Regions from separate parts of the Mus musculus genome. Here region 2 is linked to region 1. A link is a contact called in public Micro-C data. All regions are on one chromosome and are shown on one strand. The core of a region is the stretch at or near the end of the contact, and the rest is flanking DNA. Distances in the headings are between cores, read along the strand shown.

Region 1 (5,380 bases), core at 1,649-4,148:
GGCCTGGGGCAAAGGTTGGGGCATCTTGTTTGTCAGCCATGGTAGACACAGAGGAGCCTGGGTTAGTTTCTTCAGGGAAACACCAAGTGAGTGAAGAGCCAAGTGCCAGCTCAAGGTCTGTGAGGCTTGAGGACAGGAAAAAGAGGCTGGAGAAGAGACAGAGAGCCCTGGCATTGAGCTAATTAAGCAGTTTATAGACATAAAAAAAGATCACCAACGTTAACAGGCAAGGGGAGGGGCAGAGAGGGTGGGGTCACGTGTGTCATACTGTAGGAAAGAAGAAACCTACAGGTGCTCCTGGTGAGACTAGCCAAAAAGGACACAGGTCCTGATACACAGGCATTACATGTCTGTGGCTAGATATTTCATGGATGGGGGTGGGGGTGGGAGGAATGAAAGGAACAATGAAAGAGTAAGTCGGAGAGTAAGGATAAAATAGGGCTAAAAATGAAAACAGAAAGAAAAAACCCAGGTGTGGCCACACATGCTTTTAATCTCAATACCCAGGAGGTGAGCACAGGAGGATTACCACAAGTTTAAGGCCAGCCTGGGCTACATTCCAGGCCAAGATTCTGGTGTGGCAGCTTTGCAGGCTGTGGAGACAATCGGGACTTCCTCTGAGGGAAAGGAGGTGGGGACCAGGATCCATGAAAGCAAAAACAACCTCAGATCAGCTCCGGGAAAGGAGAGACATGGAGGGGGTGGGGGTGGGGGCAGCCAGCACGTACACACAGAGCAAGAATAACACAGCCTCTGAGCAAAATTCAATAACTCTCCTCTGGAGAGAGATGAGAGAGATGGAGCTGCGCTGAGCAAGATGAAGTCAGAGCCCGGAAGCGGGGTTGGGGGTGGGGGTGGGGGTGGGGGCAATATCTGTCAACAAGAAAATTAAAAGAAAAGGGAGAGCAAGATGAGTCCCTGCCAGATGGGGCAAGCAGACTCCCAGCTGGGGTCCAACAGGTGCCTTACACTGCTTGGCTCACCAGGAGGGTGAGCATTCTCAGGTCCTTCTGCCTGTGTGGTGGGTGGGTGGGTGGATAGATAGATGGGTAGGGAAATGGACAGATAGCAAATCTAACAAAGGACTCCAAGAATGTTCTGGAAGCTTCCAGAGCTACCCTCTATCCTTCTCTCTGCCCCAAAGAGAGCGGTCACACTGTTGGCCATCAGTGGGCTCCGTGTGAATCTAGCCAATGGATGTCCTGGGTGGTAGGATGTGGTGAGGCTTTCTGGTTTTCCTTAGGTGGCCAGCCAGGCAGCCTCTGCTCTCCTGCAGGTCCTGGTCACTGCTGCCCTCGTCCCTCAGCAGACAGAGGTGGCCATAGTCTTACTATTGTCTGTTCTATGTTTCTGCAGAGCCTCTCAGGTTCCTCTGCTCCCACATCCTGCAGCATAGACCTTTGTAGACTCTTCGTTGTTGTTTTTTTTTTTTGTTTGTTTTTGTTTTTTTTGATACTGGAGTTGCTCACTCTGCAGCCTTGGCTGTGCCAGTACTTCCAGATATCCACCTGCCTCTGCTTCTGGCATTCTGAGATTATAAGCCTGTATTCCATGCCTGATGTTTTAATGGTTTTTGTTTTATTTTGAATGTTATGTGTATGAGTGCTTTGTCTACAGGTGTGACTATGCACCATATGCATGTAATTCCCTCGGAGGCTTGAAGAGGGCATTGGATTCCCTAGGACTGGAGTTACAGACTGTTGTGAGCTATCATGTGAGGGCTGGGAATTGAACCTTGGTCCTGTGGAAGAGCAAGGCCAGTTCTCTTAACCACTGAGCCATCTCTCCAGCCCTCAAGCTTTGTAAATTCATTACAAATGTTCCTAAATTTGAGTGTCAATCAAAGTGGCACTTTCCTGTTGGGACACCTCCAATACACACACACCACTGCCACCACCGTCACCACCACTGTCATCATGACTACCACTACCACATTGGGACAGAGACAGTGATGACCACATCTAAAGGGAACAGGGAGAAATCAGAAGCTGAGTGGGGCAGAGAACAGGAAAGAGAGAGAGTGACTCAGAGTCCTAGGGAGGACTTTACTTTTTATACGAAGATGACGAAGCCGTGTATCACTAAGAGATTAAATATTAACTCTGGAGAAAAAGCAGAGGCAGCAGGGGAAGAGAATCAGAGCACTTACAGAAGAGATGCATGTCCATACATCCCATGTCCCCTCCTGTGCTGCCCCCCCACCTGTGTAGACACCACCTTAAGATGCTCACAGAGAAAGCCAAACCCCAGTGCCCAGGAAAAATGTCCCCAGGGCTATAGCAAGAGGGGCTGCTCATCAACCATGGCAATGGATGTGGGGGTCTCTCAGGTGAGAAGAAACCAAAGTTTGAGTGGACCTCAGGCCCTGGGAAGGACACAGCAGGTAAGAGAACCCTGAGAAAAAGGGAACAAGGAAAACCAGGAGGCTCAAGAGGAAAGAGCTGATTTGACTGGCAGTCCAGGGGGTGGGGTGGACATGGTGGACTCAGGCCACCAGGAGGCCACCAGAGCGTAGGGTGGGGAGTGGTGGGTCAGATCCCAGTATCCCTTCCATTCCCTGTGACCTGTGGATCAAAAGGAACATTAGTCAGCAAGTGGGGACTATAGGTCAGTTGAGGGAGGTGAAGGAGTTCTGGCTCCTCTCCAGAACCCCAGGAGAGGGGAGATGCTGGGCATTCTCAGGGAGGAGTGGCGTGTGAACACAGGCCCGGAGGAGAAAGCTGGAAGGAAGAGCTGTCTGAACTTAAGGAGTAGAGAGAAGGGAGTAATGGAGAGGGGAGGCAGGAGGTGGAGCTGGAGCCCAGAGACTCCAAAGACTTGCTGTGTTGTGGGTGACGGGTGTAACATTTAGAGGTGACACAAAATGGGAAGTGTGTGTGGTGCCTGGCCCCTCCCCCTTCCCCTCTCATGACATGAGGTCAATGACTTTCTCTGCCTCACACTTCTGCCAGGGTGTGTCACCACAGATCTAAAAGCAACAGAGGCCACCAACCAAGGACCAAAAAGTCTACCACACCGAGGTCCATATAACTCTTTCCAGTGTGAGCTGCTCATTAGGGTTTGATGCAATGTTTCAGGAAGCTTCCAGACAGTCATGGGAAGTGTTGACATGTGTGGGTATAACTCCACAGCATGATCCACAGGCAGGCATAAGCAACACAGCGGCAAAGGGAGGGAAATATTGTCTCAGGAGCCTCATAAGTAGGTGGCAGGATTCAAGAAGAGTGGGTAAAGGGCACTGGAGGGGGACGGCCTTCCCTTGGCATGTTGAAGCTGGAAAGATACAATGCAAGGGGGGAAAAGTAGGTAACAGAAAGAAAGACACACTCCAGGCTGGTGAGATGGCTCAGTGGGTAAGAGCACCCAACTGCTCTTCCGAAGGTCTGGAGTTCAAATCCCAGCAACCATATGGTGGCTCACAACCATCTGTAACAAGATCTGACTCCCTCTTCTGGAGTGTCTGAAGACAGCTACAGTGTACTTACATATAATAAATAAATAAATCTTTAAAAAAAAAAAAAGAAAGAAAAAGAAAGACACACTCCAAGGGTGATCCCCAAAAACCCTTTTGGTGAACTTTTGTCACCCTCAATCACCTTGGGGTGTGAGTGGACTCAGGTTCTTCAGAGTGTACTGGGAATTTGAATTCTCTGCCCTCAGCAAGCACATGGTAGCTACTCAGCTCATATTTGTTGACATGGATAGATGGGTGGGTGGATATATGAATGTATATGTGCATATGCAGGTAAGTAGGTAGATGATAGATAGATAGATAGATAGATAGATAGATAGATAGATAGAGATAGATGTAGGTAGATAGATAGACAGATGATAGATGATGGATAGATAAATAAATGATAGATGATAGCAGATGACAGATAGATAGATAGATAGATAGAGATAAATGTAGGTAGATAGACAGATGATAGATGATGGATAGATAAATAAATGATAGATAATAGATAGACAGATGATAGATAGATAGATAGATAGATAGATAGATAGATAGATAGACAGACAGACAGGTATAGATAAATAATGGGTGGGTGGATGGATGGATGGATGGATGGATGGATGGTAGATGGATAGACAAGCAGTCAGATGAAGAAAGACAGAAAAGGTGGAAACTAATCTTGTTCATGAACATACACATAATGCAAAGAAAAAACCAGAATCACATAGAAATGCCTGGCATAATGGCTCTTGTGCTTGTAACCCAAACACTGTGGAGGCAGAGAAGGGTGGCTCCCAGATGCTTGCTGGCCAGCCACCCCAGCCTAATCCAGCCAAGTCCAGGCCAATGAGCAACCCTGATTCTAAAAACAAGGTAAGATCTGTGTAGATGACTCTTTCAGTAAAGTGTGTGGCACAAAAGCATGAGGACCCATGTCCAGATTCCCCAGAAGCCCCACAAAAGCCAGGACTGGTGACATGGCGTCATAATCCCAGACCTGAGGGGACAGAGACAAGTGGATCCCTGGAACTGAGAAAGATATCCACTGTAGGCTCCTGCCTTTTACACACAGAGGCATGCATGCTCTCTCTCTCTCCCTCTCTCTCTCTCTCTCTCTCTCTTTCTCTCTCTCTCTCTCTCTCTCACACACACACACACACACACACACACAGCAGGGATGATGAACAGACAGCTAAACTAGACAAAAAGCCCTCTACACAGTAAGAGAAGGGGCGTGGCTGAGGGAGATGAAGACAGAGGCTAGCAATTATTACACACAAAGGAGTGAAGAGCCAGAGAGGCGCATGGGGTCTGGAGGCCACGTTGTGGGGGAGGCATACAGAGTGTGGGGGCCAGGTAGTGGGGGAGGTGCACAGTGTGTTGGCGGCTGCTTGTTGGGGCACTGCATGCATCTGAAGGGACAATGAGTGGCAGTCCAAGTTGTGGGAGAAACCTGAACAAAAGTCTGAGGAGACAAAGAAGCCCCAAGGACACATGTGTGGGAGCTCAGGCTGCTGCCTCCTCTTCTTTCTCTCTCCTGGGGTTCTGGAAACTTCCCATTGCTGATAAGTTGATCACAGCTCTGTGGGGTTCCACACCCCCAGCTCCTATCCTTCCACCTCAGCTCTGACTGAACGTACCTTCTTCAAATGTCCTTACTTTGAAGGGACATCTGTATGCTGCTGGGTCATGACGGAGTCCCTCTGTCCCATATGCTAAGTTCTGTGTATCTTACAAATACAATAGGGTCCAGGCAGGTGTAAAAATATTTTTAAAAGCAGCATGAGGCAACAAGGAGAATGTACTGCATAAGAAAACCGAGAGCACAGGTCCCTGACTCTCCCCACCCTGTCTCTCTCTCTCTGTCTCCCTGTCACCAGCAGGCTAAGGAGAAGTCAGTCTTATTCAGAGGGATAGGACTTGATC
Region 2 (4,888 bases), core at 587-3,086, 66 kb before region 1:
TATTTTTTATTATTATATCTAAGTACACTGTAGCTGTCTTCAGATGCACCAGAAGAGGGCATCAGATCTCATTACAGATGGTTGTGAGCCACCATGTGGTTGCTGGGATTTGAACTCAGAACCTTCGGAAGAGCAGTCGGTGCTTTTAACCACTGAGCCATCTCGCCAGCCCCTCCTTTTTAAGGCAGTAATTTACTGTTAAGAAAGAAAGAAAGAAAGAAAGAAAGAAAGAAAGAAAGAAAGAAAGAAAGAAAGAGAGAGAGAGGCAACATGAAGAACAGGCTACAGAGCCATCTCATTCCCGAATCCAAGGTGTCCAAAGTCTCCCACGTGAGTCAGCACCAGCCAGCTCCACTCCACGGAACCCCTGCTTCATGGACCAGCCTGTGGCAGTAGGGACAAGAGAGTCTGCTGCACCCCGCTTCTGCAGTTCCTTTCCCAGCTCCTCCCTAGATCACCATTGGCCTCCTTCCTTCCTGCCTTGGATCCCCTTGGCTTCTAGACACTACCAAGACCCGTGTGCTGAGGGAGGCCCACCAGCCCTTATACAGGTCCACTCTCTCCATCCACGGTGTGCCCAGGCATTTCCGCTACTGAGTTCTCTGTCCCACTTCTGATTGTCCCCTAGCAGCCTGTCTTCGGGCCTTTCCACCCTGGCCAAGGGCTCTTCACCTCTTCTTCATCCCTACAGCCACAGCTTAGGAGTCAATGCCTGTGCCTCAGTATGTGCTTCCCGCACCCAGTTTGATATGATCTCTTCTAGCTCCCTTAGTCACTACCTGTCTGAGTCACCATGACTTTGTGTCTGGAAAGATGTTCTGGTTGCTTAACTGGCTTCCTGTCCCAAACCTCACTTTCATGTTTTCTAACCCTGAAAGTCAATGGCCTCGGAGAGACCCAGATTTCTTTTCATTGCCTCGAAGAACATAGCTTCCCATGTCTCTCAAGACAAAAATTCAAATTCATGACCAAGGTACCTGTCATATTCCTTGTTCACCTTCCACCCTTAGGGTTGTCACCTCCATGTCTGGAACAAGACCCCTCACTCACACAATGCACAAACTCAATATGCCTAAGACGGCCCCAACCCTCGCCCACTCCAGACACCAGGATTCCACTCATTTCTCCTCTCTTTACTTTGCCTCCTAGTGCCTTCCACGATGCCTAATTACAAATCATGTACTGGTGCGACTACAAGTGGTTACTGGGTGGTAGTCTCTCCACTATCCCCCGACACTCACTCTCACCCTGGTGACTGAGAAAATTGGGGTCAGGAGTAGAATTGTACCTCCTTAGCCTCTAGCACTGCGCTTGCGCACAGTATGAGGTCAGGAACGTGGCTAATAAGCTAGTAAGTGACCACACTGACTCATCTAGACATTAACAAGCCTGGGGCAAGCCATTTCCTCACCAAGGAGGAAGCACGTCCTCAGCCCGTGGTTGAAGGGCCAGATCTGAGCCACGAGAAGTTTTCCCAAAGTACACAAATCACAAGGTGCTAAGGATTCTGCGGAGTTACGCTCATCAGCGTAACTACACCTCGCTCGCCCGCGGAGCTCTCAAAGAGTAAGAATCACAATCTGCTGCATATGCATGAAGGGGACCATGGGCCGGAGGTTCGGGGCTGCCTAAGATACGCCTGACCAAATATTCCACGGGTTTGAAGACCTTAGCGCCCCATAATTTTATTCAAGTCTACTAAAAACTCAGAAAGGACATTTCGTGGCGGATACTGAGGGGAGAGTGTCTGAGAGTAGCCTCGCTTTGAGCCAGTTTGTCAGGCGTTCTCAGAAGACAGCTCGGTTCTGGACCGGGGGTCCTTGGACCGCTCCACTAGAAGACGAAGGGGGCGTCTCCCCAGCTCCTGCGGCGTTGGTGGCGAGCTAAGGTGGAGGCAAGCAGCGGCGGCGACGGCGACAGTGGCGGCAGTGCCATGGTGGGGCTCGCAGGTATCGTGGCGTCGCCCGCCTGGGCAGGGTGAGAGCGCTCGGTGCGGCCGCGCCGCCATGTTAGCCCTCCGGGGTCACCTTAGGCGTCGCTTGGCCTCTCGCCGGGGCTTTCCGCGCGGCCGGGGTCGGGCGCACCCTTGTCTGGCGTCAGATGACCTCCCCTTTTCGTCCCAACCTGGGCCTTGGGGGTGGTCCCTTCCCGTCCCTTGGGTGGGTTCCGGGGTTCCTTAGCTGTCACTCTGGCCTCCAAGGTCAGCGCGCTCCCGGGACGGGGCTGGGAGGGGCGGGCGCGACCACCACCTCCTCTGTTCCGGACCTTGGCGAGGGGCTCAGCTTCTGGGAGGCTGGACACTCTTTCCTCGCCACTTCAGTTTCTCTCCCCCCCCCCTTTTTTTTTCTTTTTCTTCCCCCACCCTTATCCGAAGGAGTGTGGGGAGAAAGTAGAAGTGGGCCCCGAACGCTCTCTTTTGTGTCCGGAGTGATAGGGTGACCATCTGCTACGGGTCCCGTGTGCTTCTCACTTCCACCAACTTTTCGTCGAGTCTGGACACCGGTTCCCTCTCCAGTTTGTGGGGAGTGGCACTCAAGGGCAGCAGAAGGAACGGAGTGCCTGGCTGGAAAGGAAGAATGGGGGATGGGGACAGTCGATTTTTTTTTTTTTTTCCTTTCTCTGCCAAACCACCTTTAGGTTTCTTCTAAGTCTCTTGTCTCTTTTTACTTGGGAAACTGGGGCCCGTTCTAGTTTATAGGTTATTTCTGTTTATAGGTTCGGATCTTCTTTGTCCCTTTCAGGGAACTGATATATTGGGGACAGCTCTGCCCTGTCTGACATGGTCCAGCCATCCTGTCAGCCATCTGAACTGCAACACCAAAGCCAGGACCCAAAAAAAGTTCCATTTTATGTGCCCCTGGCAAGCATTAGATTGAGCTGGCTTGTTTCTTTTAAGTCAAGATTCATTAATGGCCAGAGTTCCTGTTTAAAGATTGGATTTCTGGAACCTTGGTCAGTTTCCAGGAACCAGATCAATTCTCGATCTGAAAATGGTCATCTTAAAGTTGTTGACAGAACACTTTAACTTCTTACCTGTTATTTCTAGGGGGATGAGAGTTAGGCTGCCCTTTTTACTTGTTCTCTTTGAAATACACGCATTCCATTCAAGCTTGTGACTGTGTGATTTACCAAGAGCCCTGTATTGCCTTCCTCTCTGTCTTCTGGCTCTGCCCTGGGAATGTTCAGGAATCTGTATCCTGGTGTGGTATGAGCCCTGTGGAGGGAGGGGGACAGGATTATTTCCAGAGAAGATTGTGGCAAACATTGTCTCTCAGGCATATGGAAGAAGTCAGTGGTCACCTGAAAAAAGAGACTTTGGTAAATTAGTCTTATGTTTGTGTATACACATTTAAATCTCCTGGGGAAGATTAGCTGCCAGCTCAGAGGCTCGCCCTTTGGGATGTTGGCTCCTGAAGCGATCCAAGTTTGAAAGTAGATATCTAGTAAGGAGTCAGCAGCGAGCCTGCTTCCTTCAAAACCTCTGTGTAATTAAGCTGTCTTTGGCCAGCCCCAGAGTCAAAGCCAAAAATCTTAATTCCTGTCCTGTCCCTCAGATACATTTCAGTCACAATTCAGTTACTTTACAGATAGACTTAAAAGTCTCCTAGAACCCACATCTCTAAAAGTTTTGGTACTTAGTAACCTCCACCCTACTGAGCTTGAGCTGGTCAGGCCTTCTCTGGCATTAGTGCCTGGAATCTCGTGTGTTGCTAGATTCCCATAAAGCTGTTCCACTTCACCTTCTCCACCTTTGCTCCTCTTTGGAGGTAGCAACCTCTTTAAGAAAAAGGGATATTTAGTTCTGTGTACTAAGGACTTTGCAATAAAGACACATCCCATTGCTTTATGTGAGAATAAAATGTTTTAATGCATAGCTTGTGGAAGCATTGTATAAACAAGGTGGTTTTGTATCAGGCTTGCAGGTTTGACACAAAGAAAGGGCACGAACACATTCCTGCCTCCTCTGGAGGGTTTAGTTTGCTGTCAGGACAAAAGGGTGTGGAGTGGGAGAAGAAAGTGGGTAGTAGACATTCACATTCTCAGGGTCACCAGGGCGCCTTGAAGACTCCACCTACACTCATCACTGCTGGATAATAGATGGAAGAAAAAGGTTTTACCAAGATCATCTGGAAAGCCCTGGAGTTACCAGTAGTAGCCTCCTGGCTTAGGGATGGGCACAGGATATGCTATGACCAGAGTAGCCAGACTCCTTTCTCCCTGGTTTGGCTTTTGTGTACTCAGCTGGCATCTAATTTGGGCTGACGTTAGAACATGGAACAATAGAGTGACATCAGGCCCCCCACTCCAGATCTCCAAGGGGAGAGTCAACCTTCCTTTGGAACCTGTGTTGTATATGTACTCAAGGTTCAATGAGTTTAGTATGGCAAACCACAGAAGTTTCTAACCATAAAGGAGGTAGCCACTGACTGCAGATGAGTAACTACGGGGCAGGCACAGGACCTGACCTGACTTCAGGCCTTAGCAGCAGCTGTATCTACCCTGCTAAGGAAGACCGCGCCTTGGAATGGGTTTCACATCCAAGTCCTGTGGAATCCCGCCTCTCTGATGTGTATGGGGCTCATCTGGACCTTAGTAGGGAACTAAAAGCAACCTGGCTGGGTGGAAAAGCCAAGGCCACACCAAAATCTGTGCTACTTTCCCCCGTAATTCCCTAGTGCTGAATGAGACTATAAAGTCCCTGCAGAAGAGGGAGGTGCCAGTGATTGATTTGAAAATCAGGGTTTCTTGGGGGATCTGCAGGTCAGGGTTCAAGAACTTTGAGGTGCTTTGTGCACCTGAGTGTGTAATGTGATGACCAGGACTAGGAAGTTTGAGGAAATAGCAAGAGAGACTGGTGACCTTCTAACTCATTGGCATAGGAGCAGGT

Evidence for each region. Hi-C and Micro-C count contacts between places; a contact is called where the count stands out from the background.
Region 2: a Micro-C map of macrophages shows a contact between it and region 1, with 4 times the contacts expected there. The contact joins the promoter of Blcap here to the enhancer-like site in region 1. A contact is called at or near these places in 18 of 39 promoter capture datasets (the 3T3-L1 cell line, the HPC-7 cell line, HPC-7-derived erythroid cells and 12 more), 14 of 484 Hi-C or Micro-C datasets (the N1E-115 cell line, bone marrow-derived macrophages, cortical neurons and 7 more), 26 of 115 datasets of contacts at active chromatin or transcription factors (CD8 T cells, the HPC-7 cell line, the NIH/3T3 cell line and 19 more) and 5 of 9 other capture datasets (adipose tissue, embryonic stem cells, liver and 2 more).

What each region holds. Positions count from the first base shown.
Region 1 is chr2:157,498,094-157,503,473 of GRCm38.p6, reverse strand. No RefSeq gene overlaps it. Among named protein-coding and RNA genes, the nearest start is that of Gm14279, 22 kb to the left of the region's middle. Within about 2 kb of position 2,898, at least 54 of the 459 cell types and tissues checked have an H3K27ac peak or open chromatin away from gene starts, as enhancers often do. A contact at or near this core is called in the N1E-115 cell line, Th17 cells, bone marrow-derived macrophages and 4 more, where this site is marked.
Region 2 is chr2:157,563,309-157,568,196 of GRCm38.p6, reverse strand. Blcap (bladder cancer associated protein) reads left to right here and starts at 1,836. Exons shown (of 2, transcript NM_016916.3): 1 at 1,836-1,949.